3 separate regions of the Mus musculus genome follow, and regions 1 and 3 are each linked to region 2. Evidence: chromatin contacts called from public Hi-C and HiChIP or PLAC-seq data. All regions are on one chromosome and are shown on one strand. Each heading gives the region's core, a stretch centred on a gene start, on an enhancer-like site or on the middle of the called end of the contact. The rest is flanking DNA. Distances are from core to core; before and after follow the strand shown.

Evidence for each region. Hi-C and Micro-C count contacts between places; a contact is called where the count stands out from the background. HiChIP or PLAC-seq counts read pairs in DNA pulled down with a chosen protein or histone mark.
Region 1: a contact with region 2 is called in a Hi-C map of Th1 cells, with 2.7 times the contacts expected there. The contact joins the enhancer-like site here to the promoter of Tctex1d1 in region 2. A contact is called at or near these places in 2 of 39 promoter capture datasets (liver and pre-B cells), 1 of 15 datasets of contacts at CTCF or cohesin (CD8 T cells), 18 of 484 Hi-C or Micro-C datasets (DN3 thymocytes, ECoMG myeloid progenitors, the HPC-5 cell line and 13 more), 2 of 115 datasets of contacts at active chromatin or transcription factors (CD8 T cells and bone marrow-derived dendritic cells) and 4 of 9 other capture datasets (adipose tissue, liver, macrophages and 1 more).
Region 3: a BATF HiChIP or PLAC-seq map of CD8 T cells shows a contact between it and region 2, with 14 read pairs. The contact joins the enhancer-like site here to the promoter of Tctex1d1 in region 2. A contact is called at or near these places in 4 of 39 promoter capture datasets (HPC-7-derived erythroid cells, cranial neural crest, maxillary cranial neural crest and 1 more), 1 of 15 datasets of contacts at CTCF or cohesin (CD8 T cells), 6 of 484 Hi-C or Micro-C datasets (the HPC-7 cell line, Th1 cells, adipose-derived mesenchymal stem cells and 3 more), 4 of 115 datasets of contacts at active chromatin or transcription factors (CD8 T cells, Th17 cells, effector CD8 T cells and 1 more) and 4 of 9 other capture datasets (adipose tissue, liver, macrophages and 1 more).

What each region holds. Positions count from the first base shown.
Region 1 is chr4:102,917,370-102,920,395 of GRCm38.p6, reverse strand. Sgip1 (SH3-domain GRB2-like (endophilin) interacting protein 1) reads right to left here. Exons shown (of 26, transcript NM_001285852.1): 15 at 1,541-1,615. Among named protein-coding and RNA genes, the nearest start is that of Tctex1d1, 67 kb to the left of the region's middle. Within about 2 kb of position 1,440, at least 4 of the 459 cell types and tissues checked have an H3K27ac peak or open chromatin away from gene starts, as enhancers often do. A contact at or near this core is called in Th1 cells, where this site is marked.
Region 2 is chr4:102,984,507-102,987,865 of GRCm38.p6, reverse strand. It overlaps Tctex1d1 (Tctex1 domain containing 1), which reads right to left and starts at 1,487. Exons shown (of 5, transcript NM_001163767.1): 1 at 1,280-1,487. The region is part of intron 1 of Gm12709 (predicted gene 12709); the gene reads left to right.
Region 3 is chr4:103,096,575-103,100,068 of GRCm38.p6, reverse strand. Wdr78 (WD repeat domain 78) reads left to right here. Exons shown (of 17, transcript NM_146254.4): 3 at 3,294-3,478. Among named protein-coding and RNA genes, the nearest start is that of Wdr78, 16 kb to the left of the region's middle. Within about 2 kb of position 1,323, at least 4 of the 459 cell types and tissues checked have an H3K27ac peak or open chromatin away from gene starts, as enhancers often do. A contact at or near this core is called in CD8 T cells and Th17 cells, where this site is marked.

The DNA.
Region 1 (3,026 bases), core at 191-2,690, 67 kb after region 2:
CACATGAATATATACAAACACACACACACACTCCACACACAACACGCACAGGGGGCACAGCAAGGCATTTGCTACTGATTAGAAATGTTATATGTGTACCTGCTTAACAGAGGAGAAAAACACCATCGAAACATTTTTAGATTTTTTTTTTTCTCACAAAGCTGGGCTTGTTAACAAACCAGTAGTGACTGAGATGCATAGCTTCCTCAAGTATGATGAAGGAAATTTCATTTTGCTTAAATATTAGCAGGGTATTCTTTTCAATATATATCAATAGTATGGAAAAATAAAAAAAATGACTTCTTTAGTGAAGTATAAAATATTTGATAATTACAATTTGGAGAATAGTCCTTTTTCTTTCTTTTTAAATGATTATGAGGTTATTTAAATTAGAAATTGCTACCTAAATAGGTGGAAGGCACGGCCAGACCCCATTTTACTTGTAAATGACTCATGGGCTATAAGCACTGGCTGGTATTTCCATTCTTCTGTTTGGAAAGGAGTTACTTTCCAAGGCTCCACAGCCACAGATAAATGGGGCAGCATTGTGCACGGCTGGCAATAAGTTACAATTTTGTTGCTGTCACAATTTATGTGGAAACACAGGGTCTCCAAACAGCTGACCTCACAAATACCTTGTTTATGATGGTTTTCATGAGTCTCTCTACTGGGCTTGAGTCAGTATAAATTTCGTAAAATGACTGTGCCTCACTTTCTGCTTCTCTGATAAATACACTGTTCTGTCTCTATCAAACTCACCAGGCTGCAGAGACAGCCAAGCGTAAATGCTGCTATAGGACTCCAAAGGTGATAAAGAGCCCCATTCTAGGGCCCAGGTAAATAAAATCACCATCACCATTTTTGAATTGCTTGTCCAATAAGACCTAGCAGATTATAAATTGCATGAATGCACAGTATTGATTTTTATAGGAAGGAAAAGTGGTGCCTCAGAAGTGTTATGTATAAATAGTTTACAGCAATTCCTTGCCATATTTTGCAATGATGACTCCAGCTTTTGCAGGGAAATGACTACGTGAATGGCCACTGGGGACAATAACTCCTCCACCAGTCACCACCCCTCATCCTGGGACCCACTAAGGCTTTTAAACACTAACCATTCATAAATGTTAGTTCTAACAAAAGGCTTAAAGACTTGAAGAAAGATGCAGACTATGCTTCGAGACTTCATTTTCAGATCATTCAAATGAGAGCCAACACAGTCAGACATGGAGTAAACCAAACAGCTGATTTTTTTTTTTTTTTTTTTTTTTTTGTCTTATGGCTATTTTACTTTATAACTTGTGTGGCCCTCATCACATAAAATGACGTTGAAGGAAAACTGAGCGTTTGAGTACTCGTGAAGACCAAGAGTATACCTTACGGTAAATCAGCACAAGAACTTGCAGTGAAATGGAAACTCAACACCGATACTGTGTGGTTTTAGCACAGCCTGCACTTTCCAACATCAAGGGCACGTTGCAGTCCAAGGCCGTGGCTGTGTTTGCCACATCATTTCAGAGCCGTAAAGATTCTAGTTTACCTGTTGCAACTGTTAAGGGGGAGCCTGTTCGAGGCGGAGTGGCTGGTACAGTTTTTGGAGGCAGAGGTGGAGGTGCTATAAAGAGAGAATAACATGTCAGTGATCGCATTCTTCCAAAATTATACAACAAAGTAAAAGACACATGATTTGGGCTTTTATCTATACCCTTAGTCTTGGAAATGGGCTAGTCATGATCTAAATGTTAAAAAATGGCAACAGCAAGTGTGTTGGCTAATTTATGTCAACTAGATATAAGCCAGAATCATTGGAGAAGAGAAGAGGAAACTCAATTGAAAAAAATGGCTCCATAAGATAGGGTTGCAGGCAAGCATGTAAAGTTTGGTTTGGTTTGTTTTTTAAATCAGTAACTGTTATGCAAAGGCCCAGTCCATTGTGGGTAGGGCCACCCCTGAGCTGGTGGTCCTGGGTGTTACAAGAAAGCAGGCAGAGCAAGCCATGGGAAGCAAGCCAGTAAGCAGTGCCCCTGGCCTCTTACATCAGCTCCTGCCTCCAGATTTCCACCCTGTTTGAGTTCCTTCCATGGCTTCTCTCAGTGGAAGGTGATTCAGGACTTGTAAGCCAAATTAACTCTTTCCTTCCAGGTTGCCTTTGGTCATAGTGCTTCATCGAAGCAGTGATGACCCTGACTAGGACACCAAGAGACAGAATACAGTATACAGACTCCTCCATCCTATGCCCATAGTTCTTCAAACGGCCCTAAACAACATTGACAACATTTTATTCATTTAACAAACATCACGCCACGGTTATGTTCAATTCCTTTACTAAGAGCCAGGGCACTGTGCTGAGTAAACCCTCAGGAGGAATTGTGACTGAACATGAATCCTGGTCACACAGAACTCCAGTGCAGGGCGTGGTCAGGGAAACAGTACTGGTCCCAAGGGGGCTCCACAGAGGACGTTATATCCAGGCTCTATACAGTGTATCTGACAGACTTTGCAGCACTATGCTTTAGCAATCTTGTTTGTTTGTTTGTTTTTTGTTTTTTCGAGACAGGGTTTCTCTGTGTAGCCCTGGCTGTCCTGGAACTCACTTTGTAGACCAGGCTGGCCTCCAACTCAGAAATCTGCCTGCCTCCGCCTCCCAAGTGCTGGGATTAAAAGGCATGCACCACCACTGCCTGGAGCTTCAACAATCTTAGTATGTCTTAGAAAGTGAGGAATTGAGTCATGGCTCAAAGAATAAATATCAATTATAAATATTCCCAGTAGTTACTCTTATGGAATAAAACCTCAGGATTAAAAAAAGCAGAACCTTTTGGCCCCTATCAAAAGATTCATCCCTTTGAACAGCGTTTCTCATTTTGTAGATAAAATTTAGGAATTCTTCTTCCAACAGGTAAATGTTCTTTTCTTTTTTCTTTAAATATACATTATTTTCTCTATATGTTTGGTAGATTCAAGAGTTCACACAATTGTCATAAGCTCTCCCCAACTTCACCCAAGTGTAGACTCATCTTTCATAT
Region 2 (3,359 bases), core at 238-2,737:
TAGCCCCTTGGTACAGTTTTTAGAAATTGAGGAGTTCCTATATTTTAAAAGCATGGGCTTATCAATGAAGTCCAGAACACTGGCTTACACAAAGAGGCTCGAGGCATTTGTATTGCTAAAGACAAGCACGTGATCTGCTTATTAAATGCATTTAAGCTTTCAACTGCAGGCATAAATACAATAAACATATTGGCTACATGTCCCAACACTACAAGTGGATGAAGTCCAGTTCTGTGATCCAACCTGCCGAGCTAATCCTTTCCGACACCTAGTCTCATTGCCTAGAGAATGCTGCAGTCAATCTTATCTTAATTAATTGAGACAGTGTCTTGCTGTGCAGTGCTGACTGGCTTGGGGTTTGCTCGGTAGACGAGGCTGGCCTCCAACTCTCTGTGATCCTCCCCACCTTTGTTCCTCAAGTACTGGCATCAGGCATGTGCTGAGAATCTGATCTAAAAACTGGTGTAAGCATTCAACAAACACATTCACAGTAGGGGAAAAGAGAAAAGAGAAGTATATCTTATATAAAGGTATTTTAAAATCAAAATATGTATAGTTTCATGTAAAAATCCAGGCTGTGCTTGGAAGTACATGAGCTACTTTTGAGGACAGAATTGTATTCAGGTTTCTTGAAATAAGAGTTACTGTTGAGAACAAACATAAATTCCTGGGCTTTGTAACTGGTGGCCACCCATGTCCATAAGAGGGCCTTCAGGAAGGATGGGGAAGCGCGTCATTAAAGTCATGTGCTGCCCTCTAGTGGATAGATAGACATTGCAGTGCACAGAGAAAAGAAGGCTATAGGTTCTGTGGGTTTTTTTGTTTTTGTTTTTTTTTAATTTTTAAAAAAGCTTTTAAACAAAAATTTATGGCCTATGATGTGTCAGAGTCCAGAGTGATGGTCACACAAAAGATGCATTTAAAATTAAATATGCTCCTGGAATATGATATATAGAGAAAGATACAATATACAGAGACTTGCTTAACTGGGGACTAAGACTATCTATGGATTTTTTTTCCCCTTCTGATTATGTTTAAAACCTAAAGCATGCCAGCTCATTTCCTAGCAGTAAATGGTGCGTCTTTGTGGAAGTCATGCAGTTTCATGATATCTTATCCCAATTGGCCTATCTTTTTAGAAGGCTATAGTGGAAACAGAAGTTGAAAACCTTCACAAATTAAAGAAATGAGAAAACAGTAGAAGGTATCGTCTTGTGGGAAGCTTTTTTTTTTTCCCCAAGAGTAAGGGTGTTTTTCGAAGGACACAGAATATACCTACCTCCCATGAACAGTCAAGCCCTGGACTGACAGATGTAAAACCTAGCACAGGAGACTGGCAGAACAATCATAGGTGTGGGTAAAAGCGCAGGGCCAGCTCTTGACGTGGTGGGCTACTGTTCATCTGAGAGGAACGGAACTGATGGTCAAGGCCAGACGATAGACATCTCCTGCAGGGCCTGAAGGAGGCATGGTTTCAAAGCCACACTGCAATCAGGAGAGGTGATGCTGGATGTGTTTGAGGCCTGGCTATGTCACATGACTGTGACGTCATTAACGAGGGGTGTGGCCAGCCCTGCCATATTTCCAGTGCAGAGGAAACCCTTACTCTCCTCCTTGTTCTTCCTTCCTTCTTCTCCCTTCCTTTCGTTTTTGGAATAGATGCAAATGGACTTTTTCAATAAGAAAGCTAAAATAAAGCTTGCTTTGTACCAAACACTTGAATAAACACTTTTCCTAGGTTGTAAATTCATCTTACAAGTCACTCCGGACTTACTATATAATGGACTTGTAAGCAGAATTTATTTTAGAGCAAAAAAGACTTAATTACTTAAGAATTCACATAATGCAATAATAACTGCTCACTCACTGATCAAAATAGTCCATGAAGGACAGTTTTGTGCGCAGGTGCTGTTCTGTCTTTGAGATGTCATACTAGGAGATATGAAAGGAATTAAGCTGTCTGCCTCTACAGAACTTAATGTTTTATTTTTATTTTATTTATTTATATATTATTAATGTCCAGATGATGTGTGCACTAAACAGCTGGATCTATTTTTATTCTCACTGCCCTCAGCAATGTTTGCTATTCTGTCTGCCAGCATTTTGCTATCAGCACGGGTGTAGAAGACACCTTGCTCTAAGTTACGCATCTCTGGTTTTCCAGTGTGCTTGTGTAGCTCTTCTTACTCTGCTTGGCCTTTAGACTCCCCTTGTGGGCACTGCCATCTCCTCTGACTCTATTTAAAACTGGCTTCCCCTTTTATTGTTAACATGCAACGCTATACCTGTGGATAGATATTCTAGCAGTTCTCTAACTATATTATTATATACGTTGTGAAAATACTTCATTTTGTTGATGTTCTACTTACCAAAAAAGTTTTAGTTTTCTTTTGTGGTTTATGTTTTCGTGTTGGGATTCGTAGTGTGTAATTACGACCCCAACGCTTGGGAGGCTGAGGTGGAGGCGTATGGATTCAAGATTCAAGGAGAGGATGGGGCGGTGGCAGCAGTGCTGGTGGTCTGTAGTGCGTGGGGGCGGGGCTTCCTTACTCGCAGTCCAGACAGGCTCTCCTATGCTTTTTTCTACCTGCTTTACGCTTTCCAGCTTCCCATTCTCTGCCTTCCTTCTGGACTATGCCTGTGTAAATGGTACCAGGTACCAGACCTGCTTCCTCTCTAAAACCATCTGTCAGACACAAGAACTAAAAGCCCTCAAAAATCCAAGGCTATAGTGGCTCTTTTCTCAGAGCTAAGGGGGCAGTTGTGAGGATTACTGAAAATTCCAGGCCAGTCTGATCAACATATTGAGTTACAAGCTAGCTTGTCTTAAACAAACAAACAAACAACAAACAACAAACAAAAACAAAAACCCCCATCATTTCCCCATTTATGGAAATAACTTTAGGTAAAATAGAATTTCCTCTATTCAATATATATATTTTGTCTGAGAAGCACATCGAGGCTGTCACATTTTCCTGTGGTTTCACTTGGAAAGTGACATTTTATCTTCTCCAAGTCTCTCTCTCACTCTCTCTGTCTCTCTGTCTCTGTCTCTCTGTCTCTCTCTCTTTCTGGGACTACGCTGCATTTCAGCTCGATGCAAACTTCAGTATAACACATGCTATCCCTTTGGTATTCTGTCTCCTAGCCTTTCCCATCAGGGATCCAAAGAAAGGATAGCCCAACCTAATTTCTGATGCACAGGCTCATGGCTTGGAATCCTGGAATAAATTAGTCCATGTCAATTTACTTGGCCCTGCTTGTTTACCTGAGCAGGTTTGCAGGTTTGCACAAAGTTCACGAGGGTTGCATTTTCCATCATTCACTGAAATACCCAGTGGACTGTGAAGGAGTTCCCA
Region 3 (3,494 bases), core at 74-2,573, 110 kb before region 2:
CAAATCTTATTATCATGAAAACAGCCCAAGCTAAACAATGGAGTGGGTGTGTAGCACTGAACAGATTAAAAAAAAATGGGAGGTTTTTTTTTGGAGATTTTAATTTCTGTTTTAATCTCACTAGTTTTCACTCATCACATGTTTTGTTTAATTTTTGGTCTTTTTGTTGTTGTTATGGAAGACACCCACTACTCTTGGACTAGTATTAATTTGTGGCTTTCCATCTACTAATATTTGTTTTATGAAATTGGGTGCATTTGTGCTCAGGGAATCCTAGTGGCCTGAAGGATGGTTTCCTTAGCACCCACACAGTGTCTACCTCTATTACCTCTTGGTAATTTTGGTGTGAAGTCTATCAGAACAGCAACATCTGTTTGTTTCCTAAGTCCATTTTCTGTCTACACCTTGGGATGTTGAAGTGTCACATCTTTTTACATCTCTTTTATGCTTAGCCGTGTTTCTTGGAGGCAGCAAATAGACAACCCCTGCTCTTTAATCCATTCTGCTGGTCTGTGCATTTAATTGGGGGAATTGAAGCTGAAAGATGTTCACCCTTCCCGCCATCTTGCTGGTTTTGCAATGTTTAGGTCCCTCCCCCACTTCTCTTCCTTAACTCTTATTCTAACATGATTCTTCCCCCGATGGCCTTGTGGATGGATTTGTTTTTCTCTCAGTCCAAAGGATTCCTTTATGGATTTTTGTGTAAAACTAGCATACTAATCATAAATTCCGTTCATCAGGTTTTCTTTTTGTGGGGGTGAGATGAGGATATTTTTTCTTCAATTGTAGCAGGCCCTATTGTATGTGTTCTGTTTCAGAGCATGAAACACATCTGTCTAGCCCTTCTTACCTTTAACTCTCAGATAACTTGCTGTCACTCTGATGGGCCTGCGTGATGTGCATGTGGCTGCAAGTTTCTCTCTTGCTGCTTTTAATATCCTGGTGGCACCTACCTTCCCTATACTTCTGTGTGTTTCATGTTTTAGTCTCGATGCAATGAGAAGACACTCTTTTATGTCTCATTTGTTTAGTGACTTAAAGGCCTCCAGTATCTGGATTGGCATCTCTTGACTTTGAACATTGTTTCCATTGATCCTTTAAAAAGTGTTTTCCATGCTTTTGGAACTAAATTCTTCTCTGTCTTCTATGCCCATCAGCCACACATTTGCCTTTTCTGAAATGCCTATTCCAGTGTATTCCAGAATTCTCGATGTTGTAGCCTGGGCTCCCTCACCTTGCCTTCAAGTTCAGTGTTCTGTTATCTCCTTGATTCACACTATTGATGAGACTTCCCCCAGAGCTTTTGACTTGACTCATTGTTTCTCATTTCTAGAATTTTAGGTTGGTTTTTCCTCGGTATTTCTAGCTCTTTGTTGAAGCCCCATTTCACATCCTGCAGCATCTTCCTTATTTCATTCATCTGTGTTCTCAGTCAGGACCTTATTTGAACGTACAGACTTTCTCTTACGCTCCGCTGCAGGGATTTTACCTGACCCACCCTCATGAGATACCATTGCTATAGAGTTTGTAACTTTTGGATGGGTTGTATCATGCTGACTACTTCCTTGGGGCTTACATATCTGCTGTTACTTATCAGCCACCTTTTTTCCCCCCAGTTAAAGTATTTGCTATGTTCTCATGGACAAACAAGTAACAACAACAAAAAAGAAGCAAATTGGGAGGGGATAGGATGAGAGAAAGGAGAGAGGGACGTATACAATGTCGCTGAGCAATATAGTGAAGAATGTCTTAGAAGAAACTGGGTGAAGACACATAAGCAATAGTCCTAAGACCTGAGCAACACACAAACAAAGGCAAAACAATCAGGAGACATTATCTGTAAGACTGGAAAGAATTAAGACAATTAAAAAGGTGAACATTTTAGTTATTTTTCTCTTGCTTTGTTAAATCACCATAACCAAGGCAACTTATTAAAAAAATTTGGGGGGGGGGCTTATGGCTTCAGAAGGTGTCAGAGTGAAGGAAGAACTTAGAGCTCACATCTTGATCTACAGCCTTGAGGCAGAGAGCAAGCACTGGAAAACACAGTGAAACCTTACTGTCTGCACCTGGTGACGCACCTCCAACAATCCTTCCCAAGAGTTCTACCAACTGGGGACCATGTATTCAAACACAAGCTGTGGGGCCATTCTCATTCAGACTGTCAGAGTACATGTAGAGTGAACTGCTGACACAGCCAGGCTGAACTGAGGTTCTTGGGTCCCTCCAGCTGTAGTAGGCTCTACTTGGTACTGTGTGGAAAGCACTTTTTTCAAACCTATACTTCTAGTATTGCATAGTCCAAAATATTAATAAGTAAAGTATCATTTTGCCATTCTGACTTCTGTGTGTTTTATCATTAGAGTGTATTATGACTCTTTAAAACTGTAATATATATGTGTATATATATATGTATATATAAATATATTTATACACACACACACACACATACATATATATATATATATATATATATATACATATATATATAAAGCTTTTTGTGACTGGGGATGATGGTGCTTGTCTTTAATCCCAGCAGTCAGGAGGCAGGGACAGGTGGATCCCTGAGTTCAAGGCTAACCTAGAGTAAGTTCTAGACACCCAGAGCTACGCAGAGAGACTGTCTTGAAAAACAAAAACCAACCACCCAAACAAACAAACAAACAGAAAAAGAATTAATTAAAAAGTTTGTTGTCGGGCTGGAAAGATGATGGGTCAGCAGTTAAGAAAAAACATTCACTGCCTTCCAGAGGTCCTGAGTTTAATTCCCAGCAACCACATGGTGGCTCACAGCCATCTGTAATGGGATCTGATGCCCTCTTCTGGTGTGTCTGAAGAGATCAACAGTGAACTCACATAAATAAATAAATAAATAAATAAATAAATAAATAAATAAATCTTTAAAAAGTTTGCCATCATGCTGGCAGTTTCTATATGCATCTTGCCTCTTAATTACATTAACGGGCCATATCAAGTGACTGGCTATCCTATCTAGGTCTCTTTCTGTAATGTACTGTATGTTATTCAAACAGTGACAAAAATATACTAACATCCTCAGATCGCATTGCCTCTGTATTTACTACTAATACACAGGCATGTGAGCACAATTTTCAACAGATATGTGGCTAGTTACATGTGAAGTATAACATTTTGAATCATTTAAGTTTTTGTGTTTATTTTGTCCTAAGACCATGATACTTAGTATTTTTCTGCTGTACTTTTTTTGTTTACCAAGAGTTCGAAACCTTGCCCTGTCTAGTTATTCACTCCATTTAACAACCATTGTTTTGCAGGTGCTTGATTCAAAAGGAGTTGATGTCACACCCCGACCTCTCTACCATCCAGATCCACATGCTGCGTCAGCAAAGCCAAACAAACTCTTGACATCACAAGAAGGATCGCTTGGATCAGATTATATTTCTTCCTATAGCCTCTATCAGAATACACTAAACCCTAGCATGTTAGGGCAGTACACAAGGTGAAGTTCTTTTGAT